3 separate regions of the Mus musculus genome follow, and all the other regions are linked to region 3. A link is a contact called in public Hi-C data. All regions are on one chromosome and are shown on one strand. The core of a region is the stretch at or near the end of the contact, and the rest is flanking DNA. Distances in the headings are between cores, read along the strand shown.

Region 1 (4,151 bases), core at 417-2,916, 480 kb after region 3:
GTGTGACTTACAGGACCACGTTTAACTCAAAAGCTGCTCTATCACCAAAAGCCCATCTCAGCCTGGGTGACAACACATAAGAGCTCTCTGCAGGATTTGTAGGCAGCTGGCCAGGCCAGAGAGTCTCCTCTAGGCAGCTGTGATGGTCAGAGTCTCCTTGCCCATCATCATTCCCTGCATCTGTAACCTTGGGGAGCTGCTTCCTAGCACCTCGTGAACTCCAGCATCTGAAGAGTTCCAGCTTCCCTAAGTATGGGAAGTTTGCTTTCGTCCTGAGTCCCATGAGCACCCCCTTCCTGGAGGAAGTGTTCCAATAGAAGGAGATTACTGTAGAACATTAGAATGACACCCTTTTAACTAGGCACAGGGAAGAACAGGAATATAGAATATTATTCTATAATAGAATTTATTTGACCCCTTTCCTCAACTCCCTCAAGGTGAATTAAATGGCACCATGAAATGAATTCCACACCTGGGACAGTTGGAAGAGAGGAGGATTAGCCTAAAATCTGGTCAGGGAAGATGTGGTCCCCTACAGTGCTAGTCTCAGTGGGAGTCAGGGATGGGGAAGACCTCAGGGTGGGAGGCCTGTGGTGTGCCTCGGGCTTTGTCCTTTTAGTGGCCTGGCTTTCATCTTGTTGAGAATTCAGAATTTCTCTGCAGCCAGGGCCCCCTGAGGCTCCTATCACAGCGGGAGCAGGAGTTCAATTTCCCTTCTTCACTGTGAGTCTCCACTGGACGTCTCCTTGCAGAAGATACTTTTCCTGGCCTCCTGATGACAGATTTGTGGGGGAAGGGAGTATAGGTAGGAAGGGGAAGGAGAAGAAATGGAGGGTTGCCACTTATCCATTCAGCAAACATGCATCGTAATGCATCCACACGCTCCGGTCTAGCCACTGAATTAGAGGTGGTGCATCTTTTCCAAGGGCTCTTTGTCAACTGGCAGAGTCTGACACAGAAATAAACAAGATTAACTTGCAAGCTAGACACAGTGCTTGAACCTGTGATCCTTCATGAGAGAGACTGAGGAAAGAGAAGTAACAAGAGCTTGAAGCCAGTCTGGACTTTGAGAGTGATTTCCAGGCCAGCCTACACTGCAGAGCAAGATCTATTCTCAAATCACCTAGTGCTGAGGCTGTAGATCCGTGGGTAAGACTTGCCTAGCACATACAAACCCTGGGTTCAGTCTCCAGTGCCATGGATACTGGGCATAGTGGTGCATACTTAACAAGAGATTGGGATTGGAGATAGGAAGATGTCTGGAGCTAGCTGGCCAGCAGCCTAGCCTATTTGGCAAGTCCCAGGCTGGTGAGAGATCCTGTCTTATAAAGAGAAAGGTGAGTGACAGTTGAGAAATGATGCCCAAGGTTGTTCTCTAGTCTCCACAGACATGAATGCACAGAGGCACACATGCACTCACACACACACTCACACACGCACACACACACACACACACACACACACACACACACACACACAGAGAGAAACCCATCTCACTTATATCCCAGAGAATAAGAGTTGCCTTTGAAAATTAAATTAAGAGAGCTGAAGAGATGGTCCAGAGCACTGGCTGCTATTCCAGAAGATTCAGGTTTATTTCCCCTCACCCTAGTAACAGCTTACAGCCTACAGTTTATAGCTATCTGTAGCTCCAGTCCTAAGGGATCCAGCGCCCCCCTCTGGCATATTTGGGCACTGCATTCGTGTGGTCCATAGACATATATGCAGACAAAATAGTCAATAAGTAAATAAAATGTTCAAGCTATACTAATTAAAAAGTTATAAAATCGAATCAAGGAAAAATAGTAGAAGGCACCCTCTGACTCTTTTTACACTTTAATCTGAAAAGAGGATGGTCAGGAAGCTGTTTAAGATTTAACAAGGGAAAAATGACAGAGGCCCTGCCTTGAGAGAATAAGGTAGAAAATGATAGAACATGAGAAGAGATATCCTGACCTGTGGGTATGTGCACCTACACACACACACAAACACACACACACACACACAGAGAGAGAGAGAGAGAGAGAGAGAGAGAGAGAGAGAGAGAGAGAGAGAGAGAGAGAGAGAGAGGCATCCACCAGGTAATTATATGGGAAAAAAAAAACATAAAAACAAGAGAGTAACTCATGACACTTTGGGTCAAGAAAGAAACAGACTAAAATTACAGAACCAAAATAAAGGCAAAAAGAATTGGTCTTGACTCAGCCAATCAGAGGCAGAATGAGGGACTCAAGAGATGCCTCCGTGGTAAAGGCCACTCACTGCTCTTTTGGAGAACCTGAGTTCAGTTCTTAGCACCCATATCAAGGAATCTCACAGCCACTTGTAACTCCAGCTCCTGGGGCTCTGGTGCCCTCTTCTGGCCTGTGTGGGTACTGTACCGAGAGAGGAGGAGGGGGCGGGGGGAGAGGGAGAGGGAGAAGTGAGGGAGGGAAGGAGTCATATGAAATGGCACACTAGTTAAGAGAATATATTGCTCCTTAAAAAAAAAAAAAAACTGAATTCAGTTCCTAGCATACATATTGGGTGGTGCACAGCCACCTATAACTCAGCACCAAAGGATCCAATACCCTCTTCTGGGGGTACCTGAACTCATGTGTACACGCACGCACGCACGCACGCACACATGCACACATGTGTGCACACACATAGGCATGGATAAAAGAAAGTTAAAAGGAGCAAAATGATCTTTTCATGGTAAGAAAGAAAGAAAGAAAGAAAGAAAGAAAGAAAGAAGAATACAGCCCAGAACTCAAACATGAAAATTATTTGGGAAGAGATGAAATATATGGAAGAACAGGATAGACAGCTAATTAGGAGTAATTTGTGTTCCAGAGGAAAAATCGAACTAGAACAAAGGAGGAGTTGTCAAATGGTTGCAAGAAGCACCCAGGAGGCAGAACACAATGTTGGTATAAAAATAAAAAAGCCTGGCTAAGCTGGAGCCAAGATTTTGCAGAAACATATGTCTAAATATGGCACAGAAACTGTGTGTGTCCGTGTGTGTGTGCGCGCGCATGCGTGCATGTGCATGCACGCACACACGTACATGTGTGCATAATCTCCAGGGTAGAGAAAAAGTCCTGCTAGTGTTGGAGAATGGATAAAGGCTATTGAAAGAAGAAAACTTAGGTTACTCACCCAACCCCAAACAGAAGGAACCAGAAAGCTCTGCTTAGCTTTCTCTGAGTGTGTATCCTTGTGCAGGAGTGTGTGCACCAAGTGTGTGCACTTTACTCACTGAGCTATACCCACACCCTCAGCTCAGGTATCAACATAGGGGCATCTGTGCAATTTTATGATGTCGTATCAAACCAGGGTGTCTATTATAGGAGAATGGAGGTGGGAAGGCATGGTAGGAGCTGGAGAGATGGCTCAGAGGTTAAGCGCACCAGTTGCTCTTCTGAAGGACCCAGGTTTGACTCCCGGAATGTACATGATGGCTCATAGCTGTTTGTAAATCCAGTCCCAGGGAATCTGACGCCCTCTTCTGGCCTTCCCAGGTATTACATGCACATGGTACACAGACAAGCACGCAGATAATATGCCCGTATAGTTTTACAAAACATTATTTTTTAAGGTATTGTGGAAAATATAATGTCTTGGGCTAACAAAATGGCTCAGAGAGAAACGCACATGCTAACAATCCCAGCGACCTGAGTTATATCTCCAGGGCTCGTATGCTAGTAAGGAAAAAATCAACTTCTCCAGGTTGTCCTGTGATCTCCACATGTGTGCCCCTGGCACATGCACTTGCATGCACACAAACACACTAACTAACTCACTCACTCACTATAAATAAATAAAAATTTAAAATAACTTTAAGGTCTCTCAGAGAAGGGAGCATTCACAAATGCTTCAAGTTAGTAGCTGTTTTAAATGTTTTCTAGTAGAGGAAGTCATGACAGTCATGCACCCAGAGGTGGATGCTCCCAGACAAGTAGAAGTGAGGAATGGAAGTCACTTAATATCCTGAGTAGCAGCCCGTGGTTACAAACTGTGTCACTAAATCCAGTGCAGAATCAGTACTTTTCTGCAAAAAGATACAAGGGGTATGTTTTAGGGTGGGGCGTGCTGTTTTGAGACAGGGTGGCACTGTGTAGTCCTGGCTATCCTGGAATTTGCTATGTAGACCAGGCTGGCCTCAAACG
Region 2 (4,135 bases), core at 1,277-3,776, 370 kb after region 3:
TCCCAGCGGAAGGCTTCAATTAAGCTAACACTCATGATGACTCTCAAGAGGTAAATTAGAAATGAGTCATTTCTGCTATGAAAATGTTGACTCTTCCAAATAACCTAGCCATCCCAATCCTGGGTCACACACCCTAAGGAAACAAAGTCAACAAACCAAAGCTACCCATGCTATCACAACACCATTCACAATAGCTGTGGCCCTGCAGAAAGCTGTTTCAATGATGGTTCCCATGTGGTTTGTAAGTGGTGACTATCAAAGCTCTTTTTCTTCTCTGACCAGGGTAATATTTGCTTCCCAACAGCAGCCATCTTTATTTTAAAAGTGCAGTGCTCGTTTTTTTCTTTAAATTTTATTTTTCTAATCCATGTTGCCCCTCCACCATGGGATTTCTATCAAAGTCCGCAGGTTGGCTATTTGGTATAAGTTCTCAATTTCTCTGGGGCTATGTTTTCCTCTTGTGGTTTAAAGCGTGTGCTTGGTTTCTTTCTAGATCCTTCCCAGGAATGTGACCACTAGCAGAAACTTCCACAGTTTGACCCGTGGTCTCTCTTATCTTGGGTTTACTGTTGGCATTCATGTATCTATATTTCTGTGGGTATTCTTCTGGGAAATTAGCACAGATGTCTAGCTTGAGTCTAAGCCAGTGCTCATATTTAGTTGATGGCTATTTGGAAATTTCCCAGTGTGAGTCTGTGTAGAATAATAGAAACAAATAAAAAGTACTGGGCTTTTAAGACAAATGGTGATACCCATGGCGCTTGCGCTCTCTCTCTGTCTCTCTGTCTCTCTCTGTATGTGTGTGTGTGTGTGTGTGTGTGAGAGAGAGAGGCAGAGAAAGAGACAGACAGACAGACAGACAGATAGACAGACACACACACACACACAGAGATGCACTCTGTGCATGCATGCCCACGGAGGCTAAAAGACAACCCTCTATCATTTTTCAGACACCTTTCACCTTGTCTTACAAGACATTGACTCTCACTGGCCTGAAACTTGTCACATAAGCTGGGGTAGCCATTCCTTGAGCCCCAAGCATCCAAGGCTAGCTTTTCCTTGAGCCCCAAGCATCCAAGGCTAGCCTTTCCTTGAGCCCCAAGCATCCAAGGCTAGCCACTCCCTGTGCATCCTCCTGTCTCTCCCTTTCCAGCATTCAGATTACAAGGAGGTGCCACCACATCCAGCTTCTTCTTTTTTTTTTCACATCGGGCTGGGGGTTGAACATAGGTCCCCTCGTTTATAAGGAAAGCACTTTACTGGGTGTGTGTTTCAGTTTATTTTTCCATTACTCTGGGAAAATACCCTAACAAAGTAAGTTAATAGAAAAAGGACTTATTTTAGTTAACAGTTCACGGTGGGGAAATTGAGGTCTTGGGAGCTTGAAGGAGCTGGTTCTATTGCTGTGCCCATCTGAGCTTGAGATTACTTAGTTCTGATAGGAATGTCCATGGGAAAATGCTGTTCAGCACACGGAATGATGTACACAATGTGTGGCGCACTGGCAGCCACATTGTACCATGCCTCTCACTCGAGTTTCTGATGTTCTGTGTACAGTGAAGCACTGAACTTCTGGTCAGTTAGCAAGGATGATCTAGACCGGAGACCTATATATGGGTCATGTTTTCAGAGCAAGGGATTTGCTTCCTATTAGGATTTTGATCAAGGTCTTTGGATGTTCAACATGTCTTCTCTAAGATTCCTTTGACGTGTTTGTTCTACTGGTGGGACCTACCCACTAAACACTTCCTATATTACTTTGTCTTGAAGTCACCATGTGGCCCAGGATGGCCTTGAACTCACAATGTAGCCCAAGCTGGGCTGGAACTCACCATCCTCCTATTTCTACCTCCTGAGTGTGGGAGCACAGGAATTTACTACCAGTTCTGGCTTATTGATATTCCTTATTGACGGACATTCTTGTGGTTAGACTCGTACTCAGGAGCCAGTGGCTGCTTCTGCATCCCAAATCGCTCTCTTTCAAGCTGTGTGATCATATTCAGATTCTGTTGCTTATTTTTCTCAACAGTAGAATGTAGGACATTGGTCCAGGGAGACAACTTAGTTGGTAAAGTTCTTAAAGACTTGAGTTCACTTCCCAGAACACACACACACACACACACACACACACATATATATGAATGAATTGTACACTGGGCATCACATGGTTTTGCTAAGGAGCTTCTTGTGCCAGTGTGAGGACCTGAGTTCAATCCCCAGTATCCTGACAAGAAGCAGGGTATAACTACAAACACCTATCATCCCAGTGCAAGCTGAAGAAGCAAAGAGAAGAGGTTCCTTAGGACTCGCCAGTCCATCAGTGTAGCCATTCAGTGATCTAGTTTTAGTGAAAGACCCTACCCAAAGAATAAGGTGGAATAATAACACCACTGGACACAGATTTCTGGGCTCCACACACAGGCATGTATAAGTATTTATGCATACATGAACAATACACATAGGGAAGAAGAAGGATAGGGAGAGGGAGAGACAAGGAGGGAGGAGGAGGGAGAGAGGGAGAGTGGGGGGGGGGAGGAAAGGGAGCCGGAGCAAGAGCTGTGTATGACAGTGCACTTGTAATCCCTGTGCTGGGAGGTAGAGACAGGAGCTTCTCTGGGACCACTGGAAAGCCAGCCTAGATGACCAGGCCAGTTCAGAGACTCTATCTCAGAAAAAGATGGTGAAACACCCCAATAATAATAATAATAATAATAATAATAATAATAATAAATAATAAGCAGGCGATGAAATGGCTTCCCTGTGGGATCACTGAGACTGTGTATAGATCTTAGAGTATTTCCTGATTCTCTGTGTCCGGTGCAGTAGCAACCAGAATGGCCACAGCGACTGAAGGAGCTGTTGTCATCACTGTCAGCGTCACTGCTGTGAGCCCTCCTGCTGTACAGCTTATGCTGTCATCTGTCATCTCAGCAGGTCACCCTGGGTTCTGCTCACCTGCCCCAGCTTCCAGCCATCATGGATACTGACTCTGCCTGCTCCCCCTCCCTCTCCCGTGCCCCCTGCCCCCTGTGCCAACTGGATCCCCGGAGTGACACCTGCTCCCTTCCCCATCTGTCATGCCCTCATGGTCACCTTCTCATACCCTAGTACGCCTGTCCAACCTTGTAAAAGATGAAGGATGGGGACCACAGACTCTCTGTCCTTGGAGACATAGAAAAAAAAAAAAAACAGACAAGCCGACATTCAGGAAGATTTAGACATTTATCTGCCCCAAGGCAAGAAATGAAACGAGAGGCTCCTTCAAGGTCACTGTCTGCTTAGAAGTCTTGCAAAGATTCTACACCTCCCTCTGGATTGCAAAACCCCTTTATGATCTGTCTTGAGAGCAACAGCTCCAGCAATACTCTGAGAACATGACCCCACAAGCTTCAACACAAGTTACCACTCCATCTCATCTTTTCTTTCTCAAATCTCTCCCTTCTCCTGATTATATCCCTCTACATCCAACTGCCCCACTCTATCCTTGGCCTCAGGAGGCAAGCAGCTTGCCAGGCCCACCCTAGGGAACCTTCTTCCAAATCCTCAGTGTCCTGCAGAGCTTATGTAACCATATATGGGCTGCTGTCCTGAAACCAGTAATCTCTTATGCAAAAAAGATGTCGAGCAAGTACAATTTATGACGTCATCAAGGCCCAGCTTTATCCTTGTCCTCCCGTTACCCCCCAAAACTGTGTCCTGTCAGGATTAAGTCACTCTGTCCTAGATGAAAGACACCGGCATATTGGGGCTTCAGAGATGGCTCAGCATTTAAGAGTGCTTGACCCAGTAGCAGAGGACCTGAGTTCAGCTCTCAGCTCTAGGGAGTCCCACACCCTCTTCTGACCTCCCAGGACATCCACACACACCTGGCGTTTACTCACACAGATAGACACATGAACACATTAGTGAAATAAACGAGAAGGCTGACAAACCCCAGCCGTTTTTTTCTCGTCATCCAGTAGACTTGGAAGATTGAAAACCTTTCTCTTAAAACATTTTAATTCTCTCAGTGTGTGCCTCTGTGTTCACACGTGCACACAGGAGAGGGTTCGCTTACACAGTTGAGTGAGTGCTGGTGTCCAGAAAGGCCTGCAGAAGGCATCAAATCCCCTGAAACTGGAGTTACAGGAGTTGT
Region 3 (4,446 bases), core at 388-2,887:
GTGCGTGTGCGCGCCCGTGTGTGTGTGTGTGTGTGTGTGTGGTGTGTGTGTGTGTGTGTGTGTGTGTGTGTGTGTGTGTGTGCACCCGTGTGTGTGTGTGCGCGCGTGCGCACATGCGTGAGCATGTGATTCATTTGGAACTGTTCCCATTCAAAAGGAAAACGGAGCCTAAAAATGGGGCCCGTTAAAGTTGTGTGCAGTAGCCAGCTTGAGAGCGTCAGGCAGCTTACGCTCTGAGGGTTAAGAGAGGTCACTTGAGTAAAGCTCTTATGAAGTCGAGCTGTAGAGAATCAGAAGTGCAAGTAGCACATGACCAAAACATGTTTTTCTACACATGCATATGACATGAACAGAGCACAGAAGCCAGTTGTAGCGAATAATTTGTGTAACTCACTCCTGTCCACGCCTGGCTTGGGTACGAAACATGTTCCAAGAACAATTCCATGTTTTTAAAGAAACTGAGGACACAAGACTCTGGTCTTGTTTTCTCATGAGCACTCCGAATTCCCGTCACGTGACTGCATCCTTGGACTGTGCTCCAACAGTAAGGCAAAGTGTTGAGAGTCCTTTTCTCCTATATGTGACTTGGGGATCAAATTTGGGTCATCAGGTGTGGTGACAAAGCACTCTGACCTGCTGAGCTATCCTGGTGCCTCCCTTTTTTTTCCTTTTTAGTTTGGGTCTTCAGCCCACCGGATGTTTCCTCCTCAGTTAACCCTTTACAGCAAGACCTTCACAGACACATCAGGGTGTGTCTTGGAGATGGTTATAAACCCAGCCAAGCTGAAACAGTGCTTAACTCCTGTTTAACAGTTCATAGTTCTCAGAGAGTAGACAGTTCAGGACGGGGCTGATGCAGCACTTGCCAATCACACACGAAGCGCTGGCTGTCCCCAGCACTGCATGAGCCAGGATTGGTGGTACATACATGAGAGAGAGGCTGGAGGGTTGACAGTTTAATGTCATCCTTCACTACATAGTGAAATGGAGGCCAGCCTGGGCTACACAAGACAAACAGAAGGTTTTAATGAACTTCGGCATATAGTCCATCTTCCCAGTGAGTCAGTCCCCTTTAGCATCTCATGATTTGTTATTGCTGAATAATAAAATATTAAAGTATCTCCCTCAATCAAAGTTATGAATATAAGATCTTATCTGAGACCTCTGTGCTTCAGGGAACTTTTAAATATTAACAAGAAGTTCCTTTGAGATAGCTTTTCCACACAGTTGCGTAACTCAGCTCTCATAGGCAGCATTGGAAGCTGATGACCTGTCTGTAAGCCACTGCTGCCGCTGCCGCCTCCTCCTCCTCCTCCTCCTCCTCCTCCTCCTCCTCTTCTCCCTTCTTCTTCCTTCTTTCTTCTTACTTCTTCTTTTACACTTGGGTTAGTAATTAGCACAGTTTTCCAGCTTGATTTTCCTAATGGTGTCTTGAACTGTGTTACTTGCGTGTTAAAATCCACTGAAGCTCAGCCTAATGAATTCTTTAAATCCCCAAGCAAACAGAGGCCATTTCACCACTTATTCTAAGGAAGTGGGGCTGTGGGTGGTTAATATTCAGAGAAGAGTTTCTGGGTGCAGTGTCCATAGTACTGCGAACAGCCATCTGTGGTGGCTGCCATCTGCAGCAAGCGGTCATCTGCACTGAGGGTTTGTAGAGCTCAGGCCAAGTCCCAGCTCTGCCATCTGTAGGGGCGGGTCGCCTAAGGCTCGTTTGTAGAATCAGCTTTTCTTTTTAATATAATGCAATTCTGCCTCTTACACAGCATGCGGTGTCTCTGTGTACATACATGAGCAGTGTCTCTGTAGTGTCTGTATGTGTAGTGTCTGTGTGTATAGTATATATATATATATATGTCTGTGGGGTGTATGTGTAGTGTCTCTCTGTAGTGCATATTTGTCTCTCGAGTGTGTGTGCGTGTGTGTGTGTGTGTGTGTGTGTGTGTGTGTGTGTGTGTGTGTGGCATTCGTCTGTCTGAATCTATATATGTGTTTGTGGCATATATGTCTGTGTGTCTGTATCAGGGAGGGGACTTGTAAGCAGCAGGCTTGCCCTTCTGTTTCGATTGCTGCCTGTGTGTAGCTGCCGAGGCAGTTCAGCGCTGAGCTGGTCATGGTGGCCGTGGCTGTAATCCCAGCTCTCGAGGTGGAACCGGCATGAGGAACTCAAGCTCGGCAGGATACAGCCTGACTTTAGGGCCAGCCTGGGATGTATGAAACATCTCAGAACCAAAACAACAGGGTTGCTCTGGAGAGGTCCGAAGAGACACCTTATTTGAGAAAGAATCGTTTCCCACTGCACTTGCCCAGTGGAGGGCCGAGGAGATTGGGGGCTGGGGAGGTATGTCTGGGTTCACAGGTAAGGAGCAAGAATTAGAAGCCAATGTATTGTACTACAGTTGTTTTTAAAGAAGTAGGAGTTTCCATATTGATAAAATAATTAAGGCTTGCATGTCAGTCTGCAAATGCTTCTCCTTGGTGTGATATTCTATTTATTTTTAATTCTTTTATTTTTTATATAATGAATATAAATATATTATTTTCCCTTCCGTTTTATCCCCACAAGCTCTCACATGTACCCTTCCTCTCCCACTTTCAGTTCATGGCCTTTTTTTCATTAAGTGTTGTTGTATGAATATAATACACATATATTCCTAAATACGACCTGCTCAGTGTATATAATATGTAATACTTTATAAATTCACACTCAATGGGGCTAGAGAGATGGCTCAGCAGATAAGAGCCACATAGACACACTGTGTCAGACAAACTCGCTATCTCGTTATAGAATTCCAGTGGGATCTGTATTAGTTACTCCCCTCCTAGCTGTGAGAAAATGCCTACAAAAGCAATGTCAGTGAGAAAGGCTCACATCATTCTTGGGCAGGCATGGTGGGCGGCAGGAGCATGAGTTGGCTGCTCACCCGGCATCCACAGTGAGGGAGCAGAGAGAGATGGATGCTGGTGCGCCTGTTTTATTTGGTCCAGGACCCTAGCCCATTGATGGTACACCCACATTCAGTGTGAGTCTCACCTCACTTAACCCTTTCTGGAGACATTCTCACCGATGTGCCCAGTGGTTTGTCTCCTAGGTGATGTCAAATCCAGTCAAGTCGATAATGAAATGTGACCACCACAAGCTGTCCCCCCAGAGACAGGTCCGTAACTAACAATCTTTGATGTTGTCCTTCCCTCAGGGTGTGACCTACTGTGGTGAGAGTGCAGCCAGCAGCCTCACCATGGCCAATGTCCCTTGGCACGAGGAAGTGGTTCGGTTTGTCCGTGAGCTGGTCGATCTGCTTCCCGACTATGAAGTTGCGTGTGAACACGAGCACTCCAACTGCCTCCTGATCGGACACAAGAAGGTGAGATGTGTGCTGTGCCCCCACTTCTCTCTCACCTTTCTTCTCTTTCTTCTTTGTGCCCCTCACTTGATCACAGGGGATGTCCGCTTGTCCACTGTCTTTCCTAACACGAGTGTTAAGAAAGCCCAGAACAACACAGAGAGCACTATTCCATTGTTTGAGTTTTTAAAATTTTGTTTAGAGATTCTTGTTTAAAGAATTGCTTTTATTTTTAATCATGTTTGCATATGCCAGTGTGCACGCATGTGAGTGCAGTACCCTCGGAGGCCAGAGAGGGTGACATATCTCCATCTGGGCCCACAACTGGATGAGTCACCTTAAGCCAGCAAGTTTAGAGACATCAAACACAAAATAATCTGGGGCCAGAGAGATGGCTCAGTTTGTAAAGGCACTTGCCACCAGGCTGGGCCACCTGACTCTGGGGACCCACAGGGCATTGGGAGAGAATTGACCTCTGCAAGCTATTCTGTGACCTCCACTCGTGCGTACCCTCTCCTCCCAAATGAATACATGTAATAAGGACTTTCAAAACATAACAAAATTCATTAAAATAGCCTAGGTGTCAGGTTTGGGTTGTGAGCTGAGCCTATAGCTAATATGTCATCATGTGTAGATTTCTTTGGATCGTTTATAATAATTGACTTGTGCTGTCAGTCATTTGGTTTATGGGATTTTCTCTGTGTGAAAGGTGAGAAAATAGCCAGATGAGGTTGTTTGAGTATTTTCCTTGTGGCAGGTACTCTGGCCTCTGTGGCTGGTCCTGTCTAGAGCCGCCTGGCTATTTAGTCAGGGCCGAACCTCAGCACAGTGTGCCTGTCATAAGACCATACGTGACCTTTTGAGTGTGTTCATAATTCTGCATAGATTTACCTCTTTTCTTCCTGTGGGGTATGAGGAGTCCCTGAAGTCAGATGACCTCATGTCTCAGGACACTTCCCCTGGCATCTTAGATCTGAGGCTTCGTTTCCCTGTTGACACAGCTGTCTTCCGGTGCAGTTTGTGTCAGACGTGCTAGGCGCTGCCCTTTTAGCTTCTGACTTTTGCATAAAGCAGTTTGACTTTTCTGAGCTCCCTTTATCTC

What was found. A called contact is a pair of places that touch in the nucleus more often than the background predicts.
Region 1: a Hi-C map of cerebellar granule neurons shows a contact between it and region 3, with 1.7 times the contacts expected there. The contact joins two enhancer-like sites. A contact is called at or near these places in 8 of 484 Hi-C or Micro-C datasets (cerebellar granule neurons, cerebellum, cerebral cortex and 2 more) and 2 of 115 datasets of contacts at active chromatin or transcription factors (VIP interneurons and astrocytes).
Region 2: a contact with region 3 is called in a Hi-C map of cerebellar granule neurons, with 1.6 times the contacts expected there. The contact joins two enhancer-like sites. A contact is called at or near these places in 4 of 484 Hi-C or Micro-C datasets (brain, cerebellar granule neurons, cerebellum and 1 more).

Annotation. Positions count from the first base shown.
Region 1 is chr5:130,809,810-130,813,960 of GRCm38.p6, forward strand. The region is part of intron 4 of Caln1 (calneuron 1); the gene reads left to right. Among named protein-coding and RNA genes, the nearest start is that of Gm40337, 43 kb to the right of the region's middle. Within about 2 kb of position 1,667, at least 8 of the 459 cell types and tissues checked have an H3K27ac peak or open chromatin away from gene starts, as enhancers often do. A contact at or near this core is called in cerebellar granule neurons and cerebellum, where this site is marked.
Region 2 is chr5:130,699,020-130,703,154 of GRCm38.p6, forward strand. All of the region lies in intron 4 of Caln1 (calneuron 1), which reads left to right. Among named protein-coding and RNA genes, the nearest start is that of Gm40337, 150 kb to the right of the region's middle. Within about 2 kb of position 2,527, at least 3 of the 459 cell types and tissues checked have an H3K27ac peak or open chromatin away from gene starts, as enhancers often do. A contact at or near this core is called in cerebellar granule neurons and cerebellum, where this site is marked.
Region 3 is chr5:130,332,049-130,336,494 of GRCm38.p6, forward strand. Tyw1 (tRNA-yW synthesizing protein 1 homolog (S. cerevisiae)) reads left to right here. Exons shown (of 16, transcript NM_001015876.2): 15 at 3,198-3,365. Among named protein-coding and RNA genes, the nearest start is that of Gm40336, 44 kb to the right of the region's middle. Within about 2 kb of position 1,638, at least 8 of the 459 cell types and tissues checked have an H3K27ac peak or open chromatin away from gene starts, as enhancers often do. A contact at or near this core is called in cerebellar granule neurons and cerebellum, where this site is marked.